Linked DNA regions of Mus musculus: region 1 is linked to region 2. A link is a contact called in public HiChIP or PLAC-seq data. All regions are on one chromosome and are shown on one strand. The core of a region is the stretch at or near the end of the contact, and the rest is flanking DNA. Distances in the headings are between cores, read along the strand shown.

Region 1 (5,805 bases), core at 1,827-4,326, 380 kb before region 2:
GAGGATGGAGGCCTGGGCTTATCTTGAAATGATTCTTCTTGATGAATCTGATATGTCACATACATCATCACCATTTGCTTTAGTAAGATCTTGCTAAAAGTGACAGTCTTAATGTTAAGTAACACTAACAAATATTCATTTGTACTTTATCTGTTATTGTGGCTTATCATATTGATAATATACAGGAGACAATTTCCTGAACAGAACACCACTGGCTCAGGCTCTAAGATCAACGATTGATAAATGGAACCTCATGGAACTAAAAGGCAAAGGACACGTCAATAGGACAAAAAGGCAGCCAACAGAGTAGGAAAAGATCTTCACCAACCTTGTACCTGACAGAGGGCTAATATCCAAAACTTATAAAGAACTCAAAACATTAAACACCAACAACTCAAATAACCCAATTAAAAATGGGGCACAGAGCTAAAAAGAGAATTCTCAACTGAGGAATCTGAAGTGGCTGAGAAACACTTAAGGAAATGTTCAAAGTCCTTAGCCATCAGGGAAATGCAAATCAAAAGAACTCTGAAGTTCCATCTTACACCTGTCAGAATGCCTAAGACCAAAAACCCAAGTTGTAGCACATGCTGGTAAGGATGTTGAACAAGGGGAACACTCCTCCATTGCTGGTGGGAACACACACTTGCACAACCTCTTTGGAATTCAATTTTTTTTTCCCCAGAAAACTGCAACTAGTTCTACCTCAAGACTCAGCTACACCACTCCTGGCACATACCCAAAAGATGTTCCAACATCCCACAAAGACTATGCTCATAGCAGCTTTGTTCATAATATCCAGAAACTAGAAACAACCTAGATGTCCCTCAACTGAAGAATGGATAAAGAAAATGTGGTACAACTACGCAATGAAATAGAGACATCAAGAATTTTGCAGGCAAATAGATGGATCTTGAGTATATCATCCTGAGTGAAGATACCCAGTCCCAAAAGGATATGCATGGTATGTATTTATGAATAAGTGGGTATTAGCCATAAAATACAGGATGCCCATACCATACTCTACAGACCCAAAGAGGCTGGACAGTAAGGAGGGCACAAGCAAGGGTGCTTGAGTCTCACTTGGAAGGGAGATGGAGTGATCATGGAAGGCAGATGGAGGGAGAGACCTGGGTGGGAGAGGGGATCTGGGGAAGTGGCTCCTAGAGAAGAATGTGGATTAATGTCTCCAGAAGGTTCTTTTTCTGTCTTTAGATACGTTTTCTGAAAACAAATACCAGGCATATTAGTACGAATCCACAAACGTTTAAAGCATTGTATTTAAATAATTATTTAATTTCCAAAGTATAGTTAACCTGTTGATATGCTAATTAATATTACTCTACAATAAGCTTCAATAAGTATTTGCTTTTCAAATTCAGTTCTGTTTTTAAACATTACTGTTAGGCTCCTCATGAATCATTACAGACTTTGTGTTGGTCTTTTGCATAATTTATTCATGACTAATTTCTAATCCTTGCTATATACATTTTCTAAAAACTAGTGGTGTTTTGACTGATGTCTGGGCTGGTGTCGTTGTTCTTGCTGTTCTTGTTTTGTTTTGTTTTGTTTTTACTTTACCTGTGTACCAAGAGCTGTGTGGTTCTTAGTTCTGAGTTTGTTTCTTCTTTTGATGATGGAATGTTTATATCAGAGGACTAAGCCTCTCCCTAACCTTATTTCTTTCTGACTTGAAGTACATTCAGTACAAATGTTTCAACATTCAATCTTGTATTCTACCAGGGTTTTCCATCTAGGATAGTAAAACGTACATTGCTTTCTGTTAGTGTCCGCCATTCCTGGAATATTTGATTTTATTTCCCCCCATGTCTATCCTCTGGTACATCTTGCCTGCTGATAATACAGTATTTTCCACATTATCTCATTTATTAGTGTGGTTAGTAAACATGTTCTCTGTTCACTTATTGCTCATCACCGAAAGTGTCTAATAATTCCTATGGGTTCTCTAAGAAATCATGCTGATCAGGTTGTGAGGATCAAGTCAGAAAGGAACGCTCCACCGTGGACTGCATTAGTCTCTGCCTCCAGATTCCTGCTTCTCTGAGTTCCTGCCTTCGCTCCCCTCAACAGATTCAGGATGCAGTAGCCAGATAAAGCCTTTCCTCCCCAAGTTCGTTTTGGTCACAGTGTTTCATCATAGCAATGGTAACCTGAACTAAGACACCGTGTTTTAACACTGTGACTTTAGAACTGGTGTGCAGTGGAGAGCTTTAGTTAATCATTCAATAGTACTAATTGCACCTGGCGAATTTTAAGATAAATCAAGGAGTAAGATATATGGTCAAATGGATGAAAAAAAAAAATAAGAAAGAATCTTCCTCACAGAATAAAGAACAAAACAGCATATTAAGCAGAGAAATACTATTATGCACGCTATATAACAGCAACCATTGATAAAGAAGACTGTCAAGAGAAATAACTTAATAACCATATACACTCAGACTTAAAGTAATTGGTAACAGAAACCCAGGCAGGCTATGCCAGCACATGCCTTATTCCCAGCGCCCGGGAGAGACTATAGCGTTCAAGGCCAATCAAGGCACATAGGATGATCTTGTGGCAGTCAACGTGCCTTCTACTGAGTTTTTCAGACCTCCAGAACAGTGCTTATTGATGGAGCATTGCCGTCCGTTCTTGTCCAAAAGAGAAATTCCGTAGACCTTTGGGACAAGTCCTGGAAAAGGTCAAACTTCCTCTGTCACAGGAGCAGCTGGGAGCCGCACTGCAGGGCTGCTATCCCTCCCATTTGAGCCCCTCCAGCTTCGCAGAATCCATTTCAGAATCCAGCCAAAGCCACAGTAATTCTCCTGCCTCCACTCTCTGCTTGTCCCGCAGGTGGCAGGTGTTTCTCTTCTCTTTGTAGTTTTAGTTTTCTGTCTCTATGAAGAATGAAAAGCAAAAGTTCTTAATAAAACAAAAAAACAAAAACAAAAAACTGCTCTACACAGTTTTGAATTTGTGTCTCGAGGAATATTTTGGGGGTGGAGTTGAATGCCCAGTCAGAGTGACGTGAAGATCCGAAAGTGAAAGGAATCGTTGGGTTTGCATCCTTGAGCAGTGAATGGGAGCGCGCCCCCTGCTGACTGCGCGTCACCTGACTGAGCCTACGTCCTAGGAGCCAGAGCTTGCTTGAGTGTCAGTCCATAAGTCAAATCAGATACTGGTTGGTTACTCTCACAAGCTCCGTGCCACCATTGTACTAACAGAGCTTGCTGGCGGACACCATAGATCAAAGGAGTTGTAGCTGGGTTGGTGTTTTACTGTTTTCCTTTGCGCATACATAATACTTTCCTGTACCAAAGATGCTAGCACATATGGGTGGAGATGTCCATTTGGGGCCCCGTTTCCCCCATTATTTGGCGATTTCATTTAGGTTGCCTTCATATATGTAAATATTTTAGGAAGCTTCTACTATATTGCCCCCATACTATCAAATGGGCCTTAATTTAGCTGTCTTCTCCCCATCTCCCGTCACTCATTCCCCTATTTACCCTTCCCCAACTTGATCCTTCCATTCTACACACACACACACACACACACACACACACACACACACACCACCATTCACCATTCATCCATAGCTCTCTATTCTATTCCCCTTTCCAAGGAGATCTATGTTTCCCCAATCCCTTGCTGCATACCTATTCTTGCAGTTCTACTGGTTATAATAGCTTGGTTAATATTATTTTAACAGCTAATATCTACATACAAGTATATATTTGTCTTTCTGCCTGAGTTACCTCACTTTAAATAACTTTTCTTTAGCCCCATCAGTATACACGCAAATTTTATGATTTTACTTTTAATGCTAAGTAAAATAATCCGTTGTGTAAGAGTAGCAGAAAATTGGCATATCTCGTTTTGCATTCTTTTAATTCCCCCCCTTTTTAACAATAAATTATTTATTTTTAGACAGAATGGCTGGTACACAGGTGTTCATTACATTGTCATGTGAATACATTCTCATTATTTTTTTAAAAAAGCATTTCAAGTGCATATTACATTTTTTACATCAGTGGATTGAAATTCTTAAATTTTAAATAATTCTTCAAATAGCCAATTTTTAGAGATACCAGCTATTGAAGTTCAGTTAATGGATTTAGTAATTCTTTCTTTTAACAGTGCGGGCTTCCTTTGTGGTTGGTGACAATCTTCCTAGTGAGGCTTTGTGGTATTTTCCTTTCTCCTTGTATCTCTCTTACTGATTTATCTTTCTTCCTGGTTAGCCCAAGGCTTACATAAAATATCTAATAGTTAGGATATGCTCACTTCATGTAACAGATGCTTAATTTCAATTGCCTTTAACGAGGCCCTGCTTTCGCATCAAGCCCTAAACTATGCTCTTGACATCATATTTTACTTCTGTTTATACTGTGTGTGTCAACTGACTAATGATTATAGCCATAGTTGTTTTTACTAACTTCCCTTCTACCATTTTAACTAGCATTCAAAGTGGTGACTTTACGCTCTAACTTATGGTATCCGAGTACCTTGACCATGGATATGTATTTATATTACCTTTACTGTTAAGTTTTAAATGTTCATATGTTGCTACATCTCAACTTGAAAGTTGCCACTTAGTAGTTCCCTGTAGGCTATTCCCATAGGAGAGTATTTTATCAATGTGCTTGTATGAAATACAGTTCCTTATCTCTGTTACTTATGAAAGACATCTTGGCCAGGTATTGTATTATTATCTTGCTTGTTTTCCCTTTGAACCTTTGAGGACGCCCTCCTATTCTTCCAGGGATGTGAGTTTTTGTTGAGAAGTATACTGGCATCCTGTGGCCCTTGCCTTATGTGAGATAGGTGTTTACTCTCAGGGAGACAAATGCTTCAAGACTCCCTTGGTCTTGTTGACAGGTTAAGTATACTGTGTTCCAGAGACATGTTTCACCTAAGCATGAGAATAAGACCCAAAGGATGCATAATTTCATGACTTTGTCTTTGTCCCAACGTCACATAGTATACTTACACAAACTTAGACACTGTAACCCACTATACATTGAGGATGCAGGAAGTGGCCTCTCACTCCTGGCTATAAAGCAGGGCAGAATACTCTAAAGGCTGAAGGCAGGTGTAATATAATGGTCAGTACTTGGGCTGATAAGCTTAAACATACTTCAAATAGAAAATTACACTAAATATACGTATGAGATGTCAAATAGCACACTGTTGTAAGGTGTTTGCCATTCATGACACATTTAGTAACACAGTTGCTCTGAGTCAGTGACACTGTGGGTGGCTGCCAAGGCCTGGGATGTCACTGTAGGCTCCTGAAGACTTTCCAACACTGCAGATGCAAGCAACATCAAATCTGTTTTGTAATACTCAGTGTATTACACTGAATGCAATACCTCACTCAGCACCTCAGTGTAGTATAACATTTTTACTTTATAAACATTTTAAAAACTTTTTACATCTTTTTAATAGCACTTAGCTTAAAAGAAACACAAAATAAAAAAAAAATAATTCTCTATGTATTTCCCCTGGAAGATTTTTTTCCAGTTTCAATATTTACATTTTTTTTTTTACTTTTCAATTTTTTTCTTTTTTTTTCATTTTTTTTTATTAAAAACTTAGACACATGGTCAGGATGGTCACACCTCCCGCCGGCCCCCCCCCCCCCACACCAATCATGGCTCACTGGACGTTCTCAGGCAACGATCCACACAGGTAATCAACTCCAGTGATGTAGCACTTCCTCTAGAGTCCCCCTGAAGAAGCCCCTGGAGCTCCTCTCAGGGAATTGTCACTTGGTCCAGAAGTACATGGCGGTATTTG
Region 2 (5,009 bases), core at 896-3,395:
TCCTAGCACTGAGGCATCTCCCTGGTTCATCCTCATTTTTTTCTAGAGTCTCAGTACATGCACAGTTCTGTGTCTTCCAGCATATTTAGTATAAAGGAAAAGACAATATTCCTCCCATCTCAAATAAGAAAGCTTCCAAGCTGAAAATGCTTTCAAACCACTGTTGTACAGGGATTTGTAGTACTTGGCCTATTTCCATTAAGATATCTAAAAAGGCTTTATTAAACAGAGAATCTGAAATCTGGAGGATTCTCAGAGAATGGAGCTTTAGGAAGAATAAAAAAGCATAACAGATTCTTTTCAAGAGTTCAAAATCCTAATTATAGTTGTAAATGTACCAAGGGGTTTTGCTTTTTGTTTTTTGTTTTTATTTTATATTTATTTATGCATTTGGGGGAGAAAGGCACCATGGACTGAATGTGAAAATCACAGGACAGCTCTTGGGAGTTAGGTCCCCTTCCACCACGTGGGTTCAAGGGATTGAATTCAAGTCATCAGGCTTGGTAGCAAGTGGATACAGATGAATATTTCTTAGGACTTATCTGTGCAATGCCAGGGATCAGGCCAAGGGTCTCCCATGCTGGGCAAACGAGCTCTTTACCACTGAGTCACACCTGCAGGATGCAAGCAACTTCCTAGGAACAACCCTCCTGATTCCTTTTAAATGTTTGTTTGTTTGCTTATCTGTCTGTTTATTGTACCACACAGCATGTGTGGAAGCCACGAGAGAACTTTTGAGAGTCGGCTCTTGCCTTACTCTCTTGCTCGGACTGCAGAGTGTCCTGCTGGCTGCAGAGTATCCTGCCGGCTCTGCAGTGAAGTACCTTCCAGGCAAGTCTGTCTCCAATTCCCATCTCCACATAGCAGTGTGAATTCCGATACACTCTCCCACATCTGACTTTTCACGTGGGTTCTAGGAATGAACTCAGGCCATCGGGCTTGCAAGAGCTTTTACCCACTCAGCCGTCATCTCAGCAGCCTTGTAAAGGTCTAACCCAGCCTGAACTCAGAATCATAATCCTCCTGCCTCTGCATATACTCTACCAGCATGGACCATGGCTCTTCTTGGTTCTTAAAGCATGGTGGGTTTTCCAGCATATCAGCATCATTACCTAGAAAGTGTGAAACACAGATCCCCGTAGCCCATGCAGATCTACTAAAGCCCTGGCATGAAATATAGGTCAGAGTGTAGCTCTCACCCAATGCCGAAGCCTCAGTTACCTTGGGGTTGCTAGGAATAGTGTTCATGCATAAGCAACTTTTCAAAACTCTCTAGGTGATTCTAATATGTTCCACACTCTGAAAGCTGCTACAAAGGGAAAAAATGAAAATAAAAACCTCTGAAGAAGGAAGTCAAGGGTAGGAATATTTCTGTTTATACTCTTTTACAAAGAACAAATTTTAGTAGATCTTATCTCATAGGCCAGCAGCTTGCTCATTAACACACAGGCTATTTCTGACTGCCAGATTAAGGTCATTGCTAAGAGGTAGTTCCACCCAACCTTTTACACCAAGCCTCAAAACTCACATCAAAATCATGTATATCAATCCCAAACTCTTTGGCAAGTAAAGCTATCCAGAATCACCTTCCATCCTGGGTGTCAGAGATACGAAGTCCAAATACTCCCAAGTCCTAAATGCCACTCAGCACATCACAGCAGGATAAGGTCTTGAACACTAACAGCAGTTACTGCCCCTATGTGCTCTTCTGATAAGCATGCTGGTGTAAGGAGTTTTGTACAGGACCAGTCACTAACCCTCCAGCTAAGGGTGGCGTTCATGACTACTTAAGAAGATAATCTGAAAAATTTACAACCAAGCTTTTATGTAATCACTAAGCTCTGAAATGATTTCCAATTCCTCTCTTAGAAGTCGGCTCTTGCAGAGATGGCTAAGTGGTTCAGAGCACCGGCTGCTCTTCAAGTGGGCCTGGGTTCAATTCCCAGCAACCCATGGCAGCTCACAACGTCCGCAACTCCAGTTCCAGGCCATCTGGCACCCACTCATGCCAAACATACAGGCAAAATACCATTGCGCATAAAATAAACTCTAAAAAAAGAAAAAGAAAGAGAAACCAGCTCCTTGCCCAACCTGGCCTCTCCTCTTCCTGTTTCCCCCAAAACCCCACTGCCTCTTATTAACCCTCTCATCTTCATTCCTCTTCCTGTCTCTCCTACCCCAACAAGATAACAATGACAGATCTCCCCTTGACAACACATTCAAATTAAACCAGGTCAACAGAAATAAAACACAGTCATCTTAAAGTAGTAGAAATTACACACATATGCAACCAGCTCTCATCTGACACAGCTTTGTTACACTCAGAATAGAAGGAACCATTCACTTTGTTGCAGGAAATGAAAGGGTCTATTTCACCAGCTACTGGATTCAGTCAATTCCAGTTAGCATCTCAAAGTTAATCCCTAAAGATTAGATTGAGTAGAATATACGAGAATAAAGGTCCAAATTAATTACTGATTTAGACCTCTAGATAATTAATTTCTCCAGGAAATTGAATGCATTCTAAGTGACAATACTGTAAAAAGTAACGTATGATACTGATTACAAGAGGCTGATAACCTTGAAAGAAGTGGCATAAAAAATGCAAACATTGACTCTTATTGATTAGGTTTGGATTACGAATATTATACTTTTTCAAACAACACAAATAACCTAAAATCAATTATAGTTGCCAAAGTTTTGTTTTTAAGCATAATAAACCAAAAAGCTAAATTTTCCCTTGTGAATCATCAAATTGATATGTGAATACACGTAAAAAATAATACACAAAGGCTTACACTCACATAATAGAATGGATATATCTTAATTAAACAAACTGCACCACTTCCATGCATGAGACTGACTGCCTCTTAGCACTACTGGCGTGTTATATAGACAGTCTTCACAGCAGGGGCAAAGCTTGATCAACAGCAACCTAGCCTCCTCCACCAGGAGCTCTTAAACTTCCTCCAAGTACTGACAATCAAACGTGTCCTCTGACTCTGCCTAATGTCCTCGTTGGGGTGAAACTGCCTCTGGTTCAGAATCACTACCTGAAGTCCACAGCAAGTGCAAAGCGAAGCACAAAGCCGACCGGGCTTTAACTTAAACAGCACTGAAAGTCATCAATCATGACCAAAAACTTACATTTCTTATGGAAATACGCTTAACAAAAATTAGCATTGGATGCACAAGAAAACTGAAAAGGCTTAAAGTGGGGGAAAAACGTAAAATTATTCCTTTACAAAATAAGTCTTATTCTAAAATAAACATCATTAGAGAATACAGATGCTAATTTGAGTATGACAGAAAATGAAGTTATTATCCTATCAAAAATATTATAATTAGAGCATGAAAAATGTCATAAGGCTGAGTATAGTTCACTCTTGATATATTCAAGATTTGATTATTAAATTTATGGATTATTCAAATTTTTTCTTTCTTCCTCTCACTTGTTGTTTGTTAGCCATTCAACTTCTTTCTTTAACATGTATTCAAATGAGAAAGTTCCAGGCATTTGAAAGGATACACAATTTAAACTCCAAAAATTTAATTGGGAAGTACCAGAGTGGGGGAGGGAGAGAGAAGGAGAGAGACAGAGAAGGGGAGAGGGAGGGAGGGAGGGAGGGAGGGAGAAGGGAGGGAGGGGGAGGGAGGGAGACAGCAGGCTGGCAAACGAGAAGCACACTTGTGTACTTCCTGATTATGGCTGCCTTCAGATCCCTTCCTGCTCCATGAGATCTCTACCATGATGAGCTGGAACTGGAACTCTAGACCAAAATACACCCGCTTTCCTTCAATAAATCCACTCATTAATTCAATCATTCTCAAATCTGCTACTCAAGCTACAATAGTTAAATTACCCCATCTTTGTTTAAAATGTATGGCTGACCCTCCAGCCAACCAGGTCATTTGTAACTAATGGTGGTAGCCACAAAGTAGGACATCTTGAAAATACAGCCAAGTGTGGATGCCACCATCCCTGTCATCACTGTAGTAGATTTTATACAAGCCATGCAGCATGCTTGGACTCTTTTTTTTTAATAGTCATGTCCTTATATCAAATAAAACTGAAACTAGAGAGAAAGGATGTGACAGTGGGAGCAAGGAACACAGAACTACACACACAAAAAAAAAAAAAAAAAAAAAAAAATTCGATTCTCATGTAGCCCAGACTGGCTTCCAAGTCACTATATAGCCTGCCTCTGCCTCCCCAGTGCTGGGATGATAGGTGTGCACCACAATACCCCATTCACACAGATCAAACCCAATGCCTACACATACTAAGCAAGAACTCTAGCAACTGAAAAATACATCTGTCTCCAAATTCTCATTCTCCAGCAAAGCACGAGTTCTCTGGCAAGAGAATTAGTCTCTCTTGACCAATGTTCCTTCATCTTTAAAATGAGCTCAGGCTAGATAGCTAATAGCTGATGCATAACCCACATGAACATTAAATCCCAGGCAGAGGATGCACAGGATACAATCAAGCCCTGCAAAGGAAACAAACCACAAAGATGGCGCCCCCATCTGTAATTATATGGTAAGCTTGAATGGCTCTAAGGGCAATGTCTGTGAAATGCAGGCCTCACCTATTTTTATCTCAGAGAGAAAAACCATTCTATATTGTCTGCTTCCTAGGAAAGTGCTGTGTCCAGAAGGATGATTAAACCGGAATTATCTAGCTCCTGAGATAGCCTATAGATCTGCTTTCTCCTTAAAGGAGAATAACATCATTTCTAAAGAGCAAAATCAATACAAATCAGACAAGCGGGTCACCCTCCATTGGCCTCCAGCGCCTGTAAATCTCTTAGTGTGCTTTGGTTTTCTTTTGGCATGCCACATGAACCAGTATGTTGAACATTCTTTGGCACTTTCCTACTTTGTGACATGCAAGCATTTTTACTGATATTCTTAATAAAGTATATAACATAGTATCTAACAAATAGAAGAGTTCCATTAACACTACCCAGAGTGAATTATGTCAGCCTAAAAGTTGGATCTCTGTC

Evidence for each region. HiChIP or PLAC-seq counts read pairs in DNA pulled down with a chosen protein or histone mark.
Region 1: a contact with region 2 is called in a RAD21 HiChIP or PLAC-seq map of pro-B cells, with 2.8 times the contacts expected there. The contact joins two enhancer-like sites. A contact is called at or near these places in 2 of 15 datasets of contacts at CTCF or cohesin (the NIH/3T3 cell line and pro-B cells), 2 of 484 Hi-C or Micro-C datasets (brain and embryonic stem cells), 4 of 115 datasets of contacts at active chromatin or transcription factors (the NIH/3T3 cell line, astrocytes, bone marrow-derived macrophages and 1 more) and 2 of 9 other capture datasets (adipose tissue and liver).

Annotation. Positions count from the first base shown.
Region 1 is chr4:88,547,657-88,553,461 of GRCm38.p6, reverse strand. No RefSeq gene overlaps it. Among named protein-coding and RNA genes, the nearest start is that of Ifna15, 7.7 kb to the left of the region's middle. Within about 2 kb of position 3,076, at least 74 of the 459 cell types and tissues checked have an H3K27ac peak or open chromatin away from gene starts, as enhancers often do. A contact at or near this core is called in bone marrow-derived macrophages and pro-B cells, where this site is marked.
Region 2 is chr4:88,164,322-88,169,330 of GRCm38.p6, reverse strand. All of the region lies in intron 5 of Focad (focadhesin), which reads right to left. Among named protein-coding and RNA genes, the nearest start is that of Mir491, 45 kb to the right of the region's middle. Within about 2 kb of position 2,145, at least 62 of the 459 cell types and tissues checked have an H3K27ac peak or open chromatin away from gene starts, as enhancers often do. A contact at or near this core is called in bone marrow-derived macrophages and pro-B cells, where this site is marked.